Regions from separate parts of the Gossypium arboreum genome. Here region 2 is linked to region 1. Evidence: chromatin contacts called from public Hi-C data. All regions are on one chromosome and are shown on one strand. The core of a region is the stretch at or near the end of the contact, and the rest is flanking DNA. Distances in the headings are between cores, read along the strand shown.

What was found. A called contact is a pair of places that touch in the nucleus more often than the background predicts.
Region 2: a Hi-C map of leaf shows a contact between it and region 1, with 3 times the contacts expected there. The contact joins the enhancer-like site here to the promoter of LOC108463868 in region 1. A contact is called at or near these places in 2 of 5 Hi-C or Micro-C datasets (both in leaf).

Annotation. Positions count from the first base shown.
Region 1 is chr4:118,812,290-118,816,208 of ASM2569848v2, forward strand. LOC108463868 (UDP-glucose:glycoprotein glucosyltransferase-like) reads right to left here and starts at 1,335. Exons shown (of 37, transcript XM_017763842.2): 1 at 983-1,335; 2 at 375-818; 3 at 104-257. The coding sequence starts at 1,143.
Region 2 is chr4:118,862,835-118,866,612 of ASM2569848v2, forward strand. No RefSeq gene overlaps it. Among protein-coding and RNA genes, the nearest start is that of LOC108459704, 7.1 kb to the right of the region's middle. Within about 2 kb of position 2,072, at least 2 of the 2 cell types and tissues checked have an H3K27ac peak or open chromatin away from gene starts, as enhancers often do. A contact at or near this core is called in leaf, where this site is marked.

The DNA of each region.
Region 1 (3,919 bases), core at 85-2,584:
ATAAAACAATAAAACTAACAGGAACTATCAATATAGCAAAAATCAAATGTGTTATCTGGCTTATGAGTAAAAGAAAATCTAAATCAAAGAATGAGAAGGCAACCTCTTTGGCAGCTTGAACTAGGGTAACATGGAACTCCCTAAAACATTCTGTTCCAAGAGCACCATACAGAATAGCAACAGGGCTAGCAATATTCGAATCAAAATGAATGTGATCAAAGTCATATAGTTCAGGCTGCTGAAAGGAGTCTCCATTGCTGGAAACCAACAAATGAAAGTAACAATTAATCAAATTATAAGTCACTTTTAGGCGTTCCAAACTGAAAAAGATAGTTTTGGGAAATAAAACATATATACACAAACAGCAACATTACACTTCATTAGGTCCCAGAAGCCACGACTGAAGTTCTGCAACATCAAAGAACAACTCCTCACCAACGTCCACCCAACAACATTTCCCACGAGGGCTTTTCGGGTTTACACCAACAAGCAAGGGATCCAATTTTTTAGTTCCCACAGCTTCACTATCATCAACCCCACTCGCATTGTGCGAATAACTATCATCAGACAACGGAAAAGAAGAAATAGACTCCTCGGCTAACTGACGGTAAAGCACCAATCTAGGAGATGCTGATCTCAAAGTCAAGGAAAATTCAAATAACGATGCCAATTGTTCGCTCAAAAGAGAGCTGCCATGTTTCAAAATTTTCACAAGGCAATCTTTAGCTGAATGAGAATCATTATCAGTTTTTCCAACAAGTAGCCAATCATCAATGAACTCCCAAAACAGATTCTTCGACTCTTTGGAAAGTAATTCACTGTAACAATTAGGGAAAAAAAGACAATTAAATAATCCATTCCCAAAATTACACTACGAGAATAACATTTAACATAAACAAATAATCAAATACCAACAGATACGAATTCCACAACAAGGGAATCATAAACCAAGTAAGGACAATAAGAAGAAAAGGGAACAGACCCGGCTTCCAAAAGCAGTGGAGTACCGGACCATTTAGCGCGAATCGCAACTTGAACGTTCTTTGGTCTGCGATTTTGAGCTCCAACAAAAGTGAAACCAGAACTTAACAAGCAAGTGAGGAGGATCAAAATGCAAAACCGAGATCTGAAACAGGTATCCATTGGGGTAAAATCAAAGGAGATTTTCCTATTGGATTCTATATGGTTTCATATAGAAAATGGATCCAACATTTATGGTGAGCAATTAGAGATCGAGACTTCGACGAGTAGTAAGTGACAGAGGGACGACTATCTGAGAAGACTTCGAAGGAAAAAAAAACCAAGGCAGGGCGTTTATTGGCGGCTTTATCGTCTTTGTATAGAAAGATAAGGGCATTTTCGGAAATCTAGAACTTTAAAATGAAGTATTTGTTTTGGGTTAATTGTATCAAATTAGTCCCTCTATTATTAAATAAATCAATTTAGTTCATATACTATTAAAATAATCAAATTAAGTCCAAAAGAGTTAACGTTTTCTATGTAAAAATATCTTAAAAATTATTATTTTTAATTTCAAACAAAATATTCCATTTATAAAATCATAAAAACTTTAAAATTATTAACTTTGTTAAACAATAAATAATATTTTTAAAATAATAAATGTTAAGTCTATTCTAATTTGACATTTGATGTTTTTAATAATATAGAAACTAAATTAATCTATTTAATAATAGAGAGATTAATTAGATACAATCTCTATAATATAGGGATCTCCCAATTACTTTTACCATTTTATTAGTTAGAATCACATCATTTTACATTAAATTTAAAGCATGTAATTTGTAATGGAAGATTGTTATAAGTGGATTCTCTCATGTTCGTGAGTTAGTTTATCCGTTCAGGATCGAAGACTCACTCGAAATTTGGAAGGGTTTGGACAAAAATATTAGGTCTAAAAAATAAATTTAGACAAAAAAATTAGACTTGTTTAAAATATGAGTCGGACTCGGGCTTGAACATTTGAAGCCTGAGCTCAGCCTAACCCAACCCTTTTTAAATTTATAATACTTTATATTATGTAATTTATAACACATTAAAAATAAATATATATTAAATATATAATACTCCTCTAATGTAAATATAAAAAAAAATGTTAAGATTACTATAAAAAAATTTCAATAAATAAAAAAATATTAAATATTAAAATAAAATAATATAAATATTTTTTAAAAATAATATGGGTGGGCCTAAAATGGGTTTGGGTTAGTCTTTTGCAAATATGAGCAGGTTTGGGCAAAATTCTATGCCCAGATTTTGGGCGAGCTTGAGCAAGCATAAAATATGTTAATATCATATTTAGGTCTGACCGAAACCTGGCCTGACCCGACCCATGAATATCTCTATTTTTCTCTCATCCTTTGTTACTCGAGTTTAACGTTTTTATCTAATATGGTAATTTTTGTTTTTTTAATCTAATTTAATATATGTATTTATAAAAGTTATATATTTTCATTCCCAAAAGTAATATTTGAATGTTAATACTTGATTTGATGAAAGTTAATTACTAATATTATTAGGTTTTAATTTTCATGATTTTTTAATAGTTTAGTGTTAATTCTGAATTTATTTAATTTTGCGATTAACTTGTTAAATACAATCCAATAGATGTGATTTAATTCCAATTTGAGATTGATTTGATGAAAGTTAATTGCTAATATTATTAGGTAATTATAAATTTTCATCAAATCAACTTTAAAATCTAAATTAGAAACTAAAATATTATCTTTAGGTACTAAAATGTATAACTTTTGTTAAATACAATTATCACATTAGAAAGAAAAAAAGCGTCGAACTTATGCATTAAGCCTTTTTTTTTAACTTTAACCACAACTACATTGAGCTCCAATTAAATATAAAGTTAAGTTGTATCGAACTTTAAACTCAAAACAAACTCTAATAATATTATTTTCTCTAGAATTAAGATGTTTAATTAATTCTTTAGATTTAATTTGTTTGAATTTTCATTTAATAAAAATAGTTGAAAATCTTTAAATATTTTAAAAGTTAATTTTAAAAATTGATGAATTGAAATTATCCTCTTAAATAATTAATTAAAATTGGAAACACAAAACAAAATGATACTAACTTAATTGGGACAAAAATCATATTCTTTCCAAATTAATACAGCATAAATTGTAGTGTACAATTTTTTTACTTTTAAATCTATTATATAAAAGCGAAGTATAAGGGAGCAAATAGATGTTCTTATGGGCCGGATCGGGTTAGTTTTGAGTCGATTCGAGTCTAAGTATAATATTAACATATTTTATATTTGTTTAAGTTCAACAAAACTCGAAATCTGAGTTTAAAATTTTTCTCAAATTTATTCATATTTGTAAATAAAACTAACCCAAGCCCATTTAAAACTTGCCCATATTATTTTTAAATTTAAAAATATTTTATTTTATTTTAATATTTAATAATTTTATTCATTGAAAATTTTATATAGTCATCTTAACATTATTTTAATATTTACATTAGAGTAGTACTATATATTTAGTATAGATTTATTTTTAATGTGATCTAAATTACATAATATATAAAAATAACATAATATAAAATATTATAAACTTAAAATAGGCCAAGCCAGGTTTAGACCTTGAATGCTCAAGCCTGAGTCTGACCAATATTTTAAATGGGTCTAATATGTTTTTTGGCCCCTCAAAATAGAAAATTTGAAATTCAAATTAAATTAAAAATTAATATATGATAAAATTACATTTTAACCCTTAAAAATTATATTTAATCTCTTTATAAATGATAAAATCATAAATTAATACATGATAAAATTATATTTTAACCTCTAAAAATATTATACTTTAATTGCAATCCCACTACTATTTAAAAAAATTTAAAATTACTTTTATTAAAAACTTACCAATTATTTTAAAAACAATTA
Region 2 (3,778 bases), core at 822-3,321, 51 kb after region 1:
AATACATTCAAATAGTAATTTGAAAAACTAGTATTCAAGATTGAATACGTAGAATATGAGAAATTATGTTATGTTTTCATGAGGGGGAGTAAATACGCGTTGTACTCTTTTTCCCTTAACCGAGGTTTTGTCCCATTAGGTTTTCCTGATAAGGTTTTTAATGAGGCAGCATATTATGCATATTATAGATCGTGTACTCTTTTTCCTTCATTAGGTTTTTATCCCACAGGACTTTTCCTGATAAGGTTTTAACGAGGCACATTATCTATCAATAGACATCCAAGGGGGAGTGTTATGAATATCTTATTAAGCGAATGTTCATCATGATCAAGATAAAGTTTTAATGTACTTTAAATTCTAATAGTTATTAGAATTAAATTTCTACTTTATACTTCTTATGCCTATAAATAGAGACTCTGATGAAGCAATGTAATCACCCATTTGATTAATAAAGTAAATTCTCTGTTGCTTCATATTTTCTTTGTTCTTTATTCTCCCCATCTCTCTTTATTTTATAACAATCTTAAATTTTTATCTTAGCCATTTTAATTTTAAATAAATAATTATTAAATTAAATTATAGGACTTAATTAATAATTTTATTTTTGAACATGCCTAATTAATAAATTTAAAACTTATGTTTATGTATGTGTAATTTGGAGGCCATAACCCTAACATATAACTTTTGCAACTGTAATTTCTAATTAGCCCATCATCAATTAGAAATTAGTTATTAGAATATTTACACATATTTGGCTCATACTTTTAATTTGGGCTAATCTTTATGATAATAAATAGTAACATGTAATTACTATTATTATTTATGTGATGTCCATATTTTTCAAGATTGTATTCAAGAAATTTTCAAAAATTATAGCTTTTCTTTCAAAGTTATCAATAAATTTTACTCCAAAATTTTAAGTAAACTTTCGAGTCAAAATTTAAATGTGCATAAACAGAAACACATCAATAATAACATGAAATTAAGCTGAAATACGAGATCACAAATAAACAAACTAGAAATTTACATCACAATACTATGGAAATACAACACAACACCTCCACACACACATACATATATTGCCATATGACCTAATCTGTGACATACACATAAAAACTTGCACGCCATATTTAAAAATAAGCACTTCATGCACAATGCAACGACAAAGACCTATTCTTTATCTATCTATCTATTTAATCAAATATTGAAATAAAATAATTATTGATTGTATGATGAATATAAACATTGCACAAATCATGCTTTTTAAGGCATATCAAAAGTGAAACAATCTACAAATCCTGCAACATTCTAAGGTTATTCGGAAAAATAGTTGTTCCCGATATAAAATTGTCCCCAAAAGTATTCATGCAAAGAATGACATTTCTCGAAATTATTATTCATACTGTAGCACCATTTATTGAGTGTGCCAAACAACAGATAAAGACGTCGTATTTAACTATACGAAAACACAAAATTTAAAAAACATCAAAAATCGTCAAAGCCTTTTAAGCACTCAAAAACCTCACTAGATATAATTGTTTTCAGAAAATGTTTTTGGTGCATAGGGACAAGGGTAAAGCCGAAATATTTTTTAGGAGGGATCGAAATAAAATTTTAATTTTTAATAGTGTATATCTTTATAATTTTAAAATAATTAATTTTAATTTTTATAATTTTAGGAGTTAAAATGAAATTTTAAATTTACTGATTTAAAATTTTAAAAAATTTTAAAAGACTTAAATAACAATTTTTCATCTTCCCCTTAGATTTACCTATTCCTAAAGATCTTAGGCTTAGGAGGCATTTATAGTGATGATCCCCATAAAAACAATCACCATCACATGCCCAACTAGCACACAAAATAAAAGTAGTGGGCAAAATGTGGGGTTATTCCCACCAAGGTCTAACAAAAAAAACAAAAAAACCACCATCTACAATCTCTATGACAAAATCCCGATTTCATAATCATTTTTAGTTGTGTATTTGTAATGTTTGCTGTAAAGATTTCATGTTTGATTGATTCATACAAAAGTTTTCCAAGTTGTCACGCCAATTTAATCTCTGTTGTGCAAATAGTGAGAACAAATAAGCCTCCTTTTGTACTTGGATCTTATTCGTTGATGCATCAAAACACATTGATATCAGTACAACTAATATCAAAACAAAAAATAATTTTCTGGGTATAACTATAACACTGATTATCCAATTGCCATAATTTCTGGGTATGCTAATATCCAATTGCCATAATTTCTGGGTATGCTAATATCCAATTGCAATAATTATATAGTTGGGTCAAATCCAGGGGATTAAAATACATATTTCTCACTCTAAATCCAAATCATTATATGTTGAAAGAAACGGTAATCATTGAAATCTGTCTTTTTCCCAAGGACTTAAATTATTGTGGACATAAAGTCTGAGATTTTGTCCAATTTATTAAATGATGGGGTATGGTAGGTGTAGCAGGTGAAAATTTTTACATATAATAATAGATGAATAGTTAAATTAAGTATTTATTTTTTTGACATAATTTTTAAAATTATATATAATTCTTTCTTAATTTATAAATAGGAGGGTAATGTATTTCAGCGCATTTGAACCCACGTCCTTCTGCATTGACAATAATACCTATGCTAATCGAGGTAAGACATAATCAATAATATAGACAATATTTTAGATATGTATGATAGAGATATCATATCGATTTAAAAGTTATAAAAATATATTGGTAAATTCAATGGTTGAATTATTAAAATATTAATGGTATAAAATGTTATAGAAGGTTATAAAACTACTTAAATTTTGCATCAGGATAAGTGAATTGCTTCCCATGTTTTAATAATTTGATTGGTAGTCGAATAGGTTAGACCATCTATTTTTGGTTCAATCAGATTGACTAACAATTCAATAATTAATTAAAAATTTAAAAATTTAAAAATATAAAATTATAAAATCAGTTCAATCTTTGTTTTTTTTTCAGTTTTAAATTTTTATTGATTTTAAATAGTTCGCTCAAAGATTAGTTTAACCTCCATATCAAAATTGATATATAAATCAATTTTCACCCAACTAATTTAACTAATCCTTTTGATTCGATTCAAATAATTCTAATTATTGCTGAAATAGTTTTAAAAGTTGTAATTTAAAAAATATTTATCAAGATTCACCTGTTATAATAAATATATAAAATATTTCATTAATTTAATATATTTTACATAACAATACAATTTTCTCATCAAATCAAATCATTTATTATTCAAATTTGACAACACCCCAACTCATAAACCATTGTAACAGAACATACAATGCATTTTTATGGAAACCCCCAAAAGTACACAATCATAAGACCTAGTACAAGTTCATTGGTGGGACAATAATGCTGCCAGTTTCCATCATTTGCCTGAAATGTTGATTCAGCTCTAGCTTAAGGCTCACTTGCACAATTGAAGGAAATGTATTCAAAACTGAATTTTTACTGCCCATTTCTGCCGTCACAGCTCTGCAATTCAAATCAAAATCAGATTATATATTTTTCATTTAATTTACTCTTATGTTATTAATTATAAAAACATTAAAAATCATAAAAATTGAGTTCCACGAGCATTTTGAGATGTAAATTATTAATGATAACATCAACATTAATGTTCTTCAAAAAATCTTTTGTATTGATAAAATTACAAGACCATTCAACCATTCTTGTGACAAACATATTTTCATTCATTTCTCGATTGATCAAAGTATTTTGGTATCAAATATAATAGTTCTATACCGGGTCTTG